Regions from separate parts of the Mus musculus genome. Here regions 2 and 3 are each linked to region 1. A link is a contact called in public promoter capture Hi-C data. All regions are on one chromosome and are shown on one strand. Each heading gives the region's core, a stretch centred on a gene start, on an enhancer-like site or on the middle of the called end of the contact. The rest is flanking DNA. Distances are from core to core; before and after follow the strand shown.

Region 1 (2,839 bases), core at 15-2,514:
TGAACACCGGCAGAGTGAGAGCTGACCCTCTGCCCCCTGTCGCAGTCTAAGCTGGGAGAGCCAGCCAGCATCTTTGAAGAACCAGGCAGAAGGAGAGGGTGTGTGGCAGAGCAGCGCCGCAACCTGTATCTGTCACAACTTTGACTGGTGGCTTTAGCAGACCACTCCACTTCCCAGCCTCAGTTTCTCCTCGGTAAAGTACAGATGATGAAGATGCTTGTCACCTGACTCAAGCCTCACAGAGAGGCTGGGTGCTGATTGGTTTTTGCTGGTTGCTTTGTTCTTGGCTGCGGTCTGGTGGTCAGACACAAGACTTCCCCCAGGGTATCACTCTTAGCAGCCCAAAGAGGCAGCTGAAGAAGCTTATCATCTAGCACAGAGGGAGGGACAAGAGGGAGGGACAGAGAAAAGGAGAGGACTTCCAGTCCCCACTACAGGGACAGAGGCATGGATGAAATGGCTCAGCCAGCTTGTGGGATGTTGTTTCAGAATCACTTAGCATTTGAAGGTGCCTGTTTTCCAGGACGGGGTGCTTCAGAGAGCAGGAAATGTCAGAGCAGACATCTCATCATCCAAAGTCCTCTTGGATTCATAAGACTTCAGCTCTAGCTCAGCAGGGACAGAGCTCTTGAGTCCTGCTTGCTTGCCAATAGCTGCCCAGCTGCTGTGGGGTCCAGCCAAGCTGGTACCAAACATCTGCAGAATACCCCGTGCCGACGATCTTCCTAGACATCTGGTCGATAGGCTGTAGCCACCTCTTCCTCTCCCTGGAGCCATTGGTTGGTTGATCTCTGGATGTATCTCAGTTCCTCCGTTGTTCAGGTCTGTTTTCCAAGGACGGAGGGTGGCCTGCACCCGTGCAATGTCTGGACCTCTGTGTCTTCCCTGTGAACAGGAGCCGAAAGCCTGGACATCACATGGTTTCCAGCCTTCTCTGGAAGCTGAAGTTAGATGGGTGGGTCAAGGGGGCTCCGCTCCACCACTGCCAACCTCCCTCCACATGACCTCAGGCTAATTGATCCATTAGGGTCAGTCACTCTGGACCTAGGCAAGCCAGTCTCAGGCTCACTCACTGATCCTGGACTGTGGCAGCAGCAGCCAGCAGGCAGCTGGACAGCCTGGCCATACTCCAGAGGAGCAGAGCGGGTTAAAGTGTGCGCCCGGCCAGCCGCCAGCAGGCTGGGCGGGGGAGCAGCGGTGGGAAGTGTGAGTTCCTCCCCGTCTGCCTGACAGCTATAAAGGCAGCTGCGGCCACAGAGCAGCCACTGGGCTGAGAGCCCCTCCTGGGAACCCCCTCCCTTGAATGCTCTTTGAAGTGGGAGAGGGAGGCAGCTGGGGAAGCAGGACCAGAGACAGGCAGAGCCCGCACATCTCTGCACTCACCTTCCTGCACCGTGCACCTGGCAGTAGCTCTCACCCTTTTCTCTAAAAGGAGGACAACCTGCTGACCCTGGGTGAGGTAGGCCACTACATACTTGTCCCTGCTCATACTGTGGTCTTTGGGAGGTGTGAGATGTAGCTTATCCCAGACCAGCCAAGCTGTTCAGAATGGGGGCCGGGGGATGTCCCAGCCCCTGGTGAGGGTATTCAACCACAGAGAAAGGGGGGAACAACCTATGCCACACAGTGGCAGGGTGGTCCTGAGGCAACAACCTTGGTACTAGCAGTTGCTGTCTGGTCTGCAAAGCCATGCTGTGGTGGGCCTGTTGAAGGTTTTGGACCCTAGGGAGAGATGGATCCTGTTTGAGCTGGACTTGGCTGGAATCCAGCAGTGTCTGGGAGCCTTAATGAAAACCAAGTGTGAGGCTGACTGGGCACCTGTCTTTGGCAGCAGCAGGGACTGGGGAGCCATGGAGGCTAATGGGACTGTGTGAGATGGGGACTCTGTGCTGGAGTGAAAATAGGGACTCAGATGGAGACCTTCAGTGTCGGGGGTGGGTGGACGTAAGGGTGATGCTGACCAAGCTCCTGGACACCTGCAGGAGAAGGAGGGAGGGAGGGAGAAAAAAAGGGAGAGGGAGAAGGACAGAAGGACAGTAGGACAGTAGGACAGTTGGTATCAGGGCTTCGAGGGTGCTGACCATTTCCAGACTTTCTTCCCCTGGAATTGCTGGGTGCGACTGAGTCCCTAAGTTTGCTCTGTGGTGTGTGTGTGTGTGTGTGGTGGGGGAGGGGGCAGTAGGCTACCTTGTTGTGTGGCTTTGGGCAAGCTGCCTCTTTTTTCTGAAGCCCATTGTCTAACTCACCAGCAGATGACACCCACCTGGGACAAGCTACATTAGCTTCCTTTCTAGGACAGGGTTTAAATTGAGGTGCGCAGCAGCCATTCTGAGAGTTGGAGCAGCAAGGCTGGAAGCTCTCTTGATTTGATTCACCGTAACCCTTGGTGGGTGTTTGGGTTTGAGGGGCTGTTTTGTTGGAAGGGAATCAGGAGCCAGGTGCAGGCTGTACCTCCTTCTGCCCCTCCTCCATATCTCTGTTCTCTCAAGAGAGAAGGGCCCTGAGACAAAGTTTGGAGCTAAGACGAAAGGATGGAGACTTACCATCCAGAGACTACCCCACCCGGGGATCCATCCCATAATCAGCCACCAAACCCAGACAATATTGCATATGCCAGCAAAATTTTGCTGAAGGGACCCTGTTATAGCTGTCTTGTATGAGGCTATGCCAGTGCCTGGCAAATACAGAAGTGGATGCTCACAGTCATCTATAGGATGGAACACAGGGCCCCTAATGGAGAAGCTAGAGAAAGTACCCAAGGAGCTGAAGGGGTCTGCAACCCTATAGGTGGAACAACAATATGAACTAACCAGTACCCCGGAGCTCATGTCTCTAGCTG
Region 2 (2,775 bases), core at 57-2,556, 1.0 Mb after region 1:
GAATGAAAATTAAAGTCTTGCCGTCATTCTAGAATTTAGAGAGGGCTTTGGAAATGGTTATGGAAAAACAAGAGTCAATCTTGCTAGGAAACTGAGTTAATGTAACATTTTTTTTTTCCTCCAACTCATGAGGGTTGACCATGGACTACAAGAGGTCTTCTAGGGGAGGGGACATGCATGCTCCAAGGCACAGCTGGAACCCAACAGAAGTTGCTACATTTTGTAAAATATTGTTAATTTGTGAAATTCATATCTCTGCAGAAGAACACTTGAAATATCAGACTAGGGCAGGGTTCACTTTGGAGACCAGAGAACTATCTTTGGTATGCTTCTTACCAGGTTTTTGTTTTTGTTTTTTATTTGGTTTGGTTTGGGGGGATTATAATTATGACAACTCTCCCTTCCCTTTCTCCAAATCCTCCAAATCCTCCCAAACTCCATGCTCAAATTCATGGCCTTGTTTTTCATAAATTGTTATTGTTTATTCATACACATATAATATATGTATATTTATATACATATAAATTCCCAAATATAACCTGTTGAGCCCATATAATGTTACTTGTGAGTATGTTTACAGGGCTCACAGTACAGCACTAGACAATCAATTGATGGAAAGGACCACCTCTCTGGCTCCCAGCATTCCTTAGCTGCCTGGAGCTCTTTGTGTAGGGTTGAGACCTCGTAGGTGTTTCCCTGTCCAGTTTCCCTGCTGGGCTCTTTCCCCTGCAGTGGGTGGGCTGTGTCTTGCTGTTTTAGTCCCTTCTCTAACCATGTCACCACTTGAGACAGTTGCCCTGTGCTTAGGAGTAATATCCCCAGGGGATATCAGAGCAGAGCTGATCAGGAATATTCTCCAACCCCAAATCCTTGCCCATATGTACCAGGAGACTCTGGGATGCATCTTTACCAAAGTTACCAAGGGGATGTGGCAGCCACAAAGTAGAGGATCCTAGCATCTCTCTCCAAAGTCCCTAAGAAGGTGGAAAACATAGGTGTCATCTTCGTCTGTGAAGTTCCTAGGGTCAGGCTGAAGGCCTCAGGGTCAGCATCACAGGCCCACAGAGTCTCCACCTGAGCCAGTGCTAGCTGCTCAGAGTCTGTCCTCAGAGGGTGACACTGAGCTGACAGGAGCTTCTCAGAAGAGGTGGGCACAGGGACACTAGAAGGCACTGAGTGGGTAGTTAACCTGCTCTCAGGGACTTAGAGTCCTTCTCACCTGGGCATGTGCCAGCCGCATGGACAGTCAGGGTCAAGACGAATAGTGCAGCAGATCCCAGGGCCATGGCAACTGGTCGGCTCCCAACCCCCTCTATAGCTTTGCAGAGACACTCTGCTCTTATAGGGCAGGAACTCCATATCCCCACCTTGGGCTCCAATGTCCCAATCCCCAGGAGATAGTCACTTCCTGGAGGCCTCTGGTTGCACAAGAGACCTAAAATAGTCCCAAGGGTATGTCTGTTCTTCCAGGGAGGCCTTTGGAGGTTCACTTCCCCTGCAGAGGCATCTGAGCCAGGTCTAGAGGCACCTCTGTTTGCAAAAGGCCTGCCTTGCTGGTGGCTTAAGTCAAACATACTTGGGAGTTCCACATTCCCTTCCTATTTTTCATCATACTCTACATTGTGTCTTGTGGTTAGGTGGGATTCTGGAGGAAGGACCCTAGGATAGTCCAGAATGAGCTGGTAATTGGGGATTTGATGGAGGGGGAGTCTTGACATCCCAAGACTGTTTGTACCTTGTCATTACCGGCTAACAAGGTGGAAGAACTTACCTTGCATTTATAGGACTGAAGTTCCATAGCCTGCAAGGATCAGACACTGAACGCCAGTTTGTGTGAGCTCCAGTGAACGCCAGTTTGTGTGAGCTCCAGCCAGTCAGGGGCTGCTCAAGACACCCACAGGAGAAGACATGTCTCACCCCCTCAACCCTCACCTTCCACCTTCAAGCTAAATTCTGTCTTTTGAGCACTGTACCCTGCATGCTCGGCCTAAACTGGCAGTAGTTGTTCAGCTGAAAGGTGTGGACATCTGAGGTCATCACTTTGAGTCAGAGGGTGACAAAGGTGGGTGGTGGGAACAGAGTGCTGAGTAGGTCACGGCCACACTGTTGGCGACAGGAGGATAGACACAGGGACAGCCAGATAAGAAACCTAGCAAATGGTGGGCTGACCAACTCAGCTACTGCACAGGCCTAGATCCAGGGTTTTGAGTTGACTTACCACAACATCTACCTCTGAACTCCTGGAGCCTGTGTAAGGGCCGCTCCTACAGATCCAAAGCTGCTGCTTCCACGACAAGATGTTTTCTATGCTATGCTCTGTTTTGTTTGTTTGTTTGTTTTCTTTTGCAGGGAAGGTTGCAAGGGCAGATACAAAGGAATGTGGAAGTAGATGAATGGGATTGGGGTGTGTGATGTTAAACTCACTAAGAATAAAAAAAATAGTTAAAAAAAAATAAACCTAGCAAAACTTTGGGATACCTGCAGGCACATCATTACCAAGTGTGGTGCACAGCTCCAGACTGCACTGTTGAGCAAGCGGGAGCAGGTCTTTTCTGAGTCTCCCAGAACTGCGGAGCCAGGCCAGGCAGGCTCAAGGCTCAGCCAGGCAAGCCTCTCTGTGCCAGCTAGTCGGTTCAAGATGGATATTCACCAGGGGCTTTGTCAAGACAGAGACAGGGAATAAGTCTTTGAACCCAAATGGCAGCTGCCTTAGCTGCCACTGCTCCTTCTGCACGGCCGCCAGAGGGAGATGTCACCAGTACAGTCCTGTAATGG
Region 3 (2,976 bases), core at 375-2,874, 1.1 Mb after region 1:
CTAAGTAGGAATTCAATAAAAGGTATGACTCCTGAGACGCCTTGAGAACTTTGAGGACTGTACTGGGCTGGATTTGAAATTGTTGATAAACATTAAGCGCTCCTTACCTTTGTGTAGTAGGAAGCAAGTGAGTAGACACAGCCACGGCCCTGATTCTGTTCAGAAAATGCCTGGCAGAGGATGTAGGGCAGAGAGCCTTGCATCTCCGGCTGCTGCATCCAGCAGGACCACTGGGTGTGACTGGACTGCAGTACCAGATTTCACGGAGAGATGGCGCCCTTCCCTAACAGTTGTAATTCGCTGGCATCTGACCCAAACTGGAGGCACCAATGAATGCCATGCATTAACCAGAGAAACAACTCCAATTGACTTCTTGAGCCAGCAGGGCTCACGCCCAGCACTCGGGCCAGGGTCATCTTGGCTGTTGACGTTTTCTCTGCAAATGAGGACTGAACACAGAGAGACAAGCCCCCGGAAGATGTCATATCCCTCTTGGCAGACCCCAGGAGGCCTGCCTTTGTTCTGACATCTCTTCCTGGTCTATAATTGACCAGGTGGGAAAGAGCGCAGGGGTAGGGGGCTGCGAATAGGCTGGCTTTCCCTGCCCGGGACTGGAACAACTTGGAGGAATGCCTGCAGAAACTGGCTTTCCTCAGCTTAGAGGGCTTGCTTCAAAGTCAAAAGCACTATGAAGTTGTGTTTGCCGGCTGTTCTGTTTTGCTGAGACTTACAAGTCTTGGCACAGATACTGCTGAAGCTTGCCTGGCCCTGATCTGGGTCCCTGCGAGGGACCCCTGTCCATCTAAGCCTACAGCATAGACGCCAGATACTCTAACCCCGCCCCTCCCCGCCCCCCGTGCATGTACCATACCCCACAATCATGGGTGTGGCCCCTCTAGTTCCTCCTGAGCCCTATGCTTCCAGCAGCTCCTGACGGTAGGTTGGCACACTCTCTCTCCTTCATCCTCTACTGTGCACAGCAGGCATACCGCCCCCCTCCAGTCCCTCTCTGTTTAAACCTGCTCCCACAAGCCCAGGGTGTTCCCCCGCTAGGACTTCCAACTGTCCCCTCCTTCTGAGGTAGTTGTCCAAGGTTCCCAGCAGTGTCTCTCACTTTGTAGCTACCTCTTTACTCCTGCGCTGACACTGGAGACTCCACCCAAGCTACTCTTTCCTGCTGGGGCTCAGGAGACACCCCAAACTGACTGGACTTAGTCCACCAGGGAAGGCAAGCCCAGCAGCAGGGGAGGAGACCCTTGACCACAAGCAGGCCGGGCCTGGGCGAGACAAAACCGTGAGGGTGACCGAGAGAGCTGGGCGAGGGGGTGTTCTGTGGATGGGTGCCATGCGAGATTCTTGAGGTTTTATATTTTTTTTTTACGATTTGTGGCGGCGTTTTATCCGTCCTCCTGGGTGACCCTAACTCTTCGGCCGACCGGTTTGCAGACCTCGCTGCCTGCAGCCAGGGGGCGTCGCGGAGCCGGAGCTCGGAGGAAAAATCCACCCATTTCCTGGGCAGATTGCGTCGGCCGCCGCCCGGCCTTGTCCCCGCCCCCCGGCCGCGGCCCCCGCGCACAGCCCGCGCCGCGCTCAGAACCCGGTGGCCCTTCTCGAGAGCGGAGCGCGCGGGGACGCTGCAGCGGCGGGCAGCGCGGGCAGGCAGCGCGCGCCGGGCAGGGCCGCCTGGTCACCTCCCGGCGCCGGGGCGGCGCGGCGATGGCCAGTGCGCACAGGGAGGCAGAGACCGGCGGGCGGCGGCGGGCAGAGGGGGCGCGGGGACGCGGCCGGGCGCCCCTGCCCGCCGTGGTGCCCGCCGCCTGAGGCTGCCCGGGGCGCGGGAGCCGGCGCCGGCGCGGCGCGGGCGCAGGAGGCCACTCGAGGCGCGATGTCGGTGCCGCTGCTGAAGATCGGGGTCGTGCTAAGCACCATGGCCATGATCACCAACTGGATGTCCCAGACGCTGCCCTCGCTGGTGGGCCTCAATACCACCCGGCTTTCGGCCGCCAGCGGCGGGACGCTGGACCGCAGCACCGGCGTAAGTGCGCCCGCCTTGAGCCCTCGCGGCCCCTCCTCCCTCCTGCCTCCTCTCGGGTCGAGCCCCGGGCTGGCCCGGCGGTGCGGCACAGGATGGGGTCACCCTGGGAGGGAGGGTTACAAGGGCCGGGGTCACGAGCCCACCCTCTGCCCTGCAGCCAAGCAGTGCCTTCAGCTGCGGCCGCCACTCGCACTCTGGCGTTTCGGGGCGATGCTTTTTGCTCCCAGTCCCCCGGAGGGGCTTGAGGACACCTGCTTTGGTGATGGTGGGAGGGGTTCAAAGTCCAGAGTCCTCGTTCACTAATATTAGAAAATCTTTCTTTGCAAAGCTTAGGAAACTGAAGCTAGGGACTTGGGGACTTAGCCAAGGTCACTCAGCAAGTAAGGGGTGGAGGTGCTGCTTAAAACCCTTTGTGGGCTAGGTCCAGCCAGGACTCAGCTCGCCCTACTTTGTAAAAGACGGACTGGACCAGTGCAGAGTGGGGCCCAAGGCAAAAGACCAGAGCTTGTGATCTCACCTGAGCCCCCCAAATCCCAAGGGACCCTTCCGGTCTCATCTCGGTTGGAAGATCTCAGCGTGCACTCTGGAGGAGGTTGAGAGGAGCTGGGCGGGACCCAGCTGCCGATCTGTCTTCACCCACCCCTCTCTACTGGCCTCTGACACGGAAATCGAATCTCCATGTCATCGGCAGCCTGCGGATGGGGAGCTATGGCTGGGGGTTGGGTGGAGGGTCTGGATAAGGCTGACTTCCATGATAGATGGAGCAGGCTGAGCAGAGACCACCCTTAAGTCAGGGGCCACTGGAAAGGGACCCTGGCATAACCTTCTCAGTGGAAAGGACAGGTGAGGGACCATTCTCCTCCAGTTTGATCCCAAGAGCTGGGTGGTGTGACCCACCACCACCACCACCACCATCTATCACTCTTGTAGGGTCTGCCTCT

What was found. Promoter capture Hi-C pulls out the DNA fragments that hold promoters and counts their contacts.
Region 2: a contact with region 1 is called in a promoter capture Hi-C map of stem cell-derived epiblast-like cells, with 5 times the contacts expected there. The contact joins the promoter of Fcnb here to the promoter of Adamtsl2 in region 1. A contact is called at or near these places in 4 of 39 promoter capture datasets (embryonic stem cells and stem cell-derived epiblast-like cells).
Region 3: a contact with region 1 is called in a promoter capture Hi-C map of embryonic stem cells, with 7 times the contacts expected there. The contact joins the promoter of Olfm1 here to the promoter of Adamtsl2 in region 1. A contact is called at or near these places in 3 of 39 promoter capture datasets (embryonic stem cells and liver) and 1 of 9 other capture datasets (embryonic stem cells).

Annotation. Positions count from the first base shown.
Region 1 is chr2:27,078,115-27,080,953 of GRCm38.p6, forward strand. Adamtsl2 (ADAMTS-like 2) reads left to right here and starts at 1,265. Exons shown (of 19, transcript NM_029981.2): 1 at 1,265-1,459.
Region 2 is chr2:28,083,572-28,086,346 of GRCm38.p6, forward strand. Fcnb (ficolin B) reads right to left here and starts at 1,307. Exons shown (of 9, transcript NM_010190.1): 1 at 1,220-1,307. The coding sequence starts at 1,286.
Region 3 is chr2:28,204,065-28,207,040 of GRCm38.p6, forward strand. Olfm1 (olfactomedin 1) reads left to right here and starts at 1,625. Exons shown (of 6, transcript NM_019498.2): 1 at 1,625-2,035. The coding sequence starts at 1,886.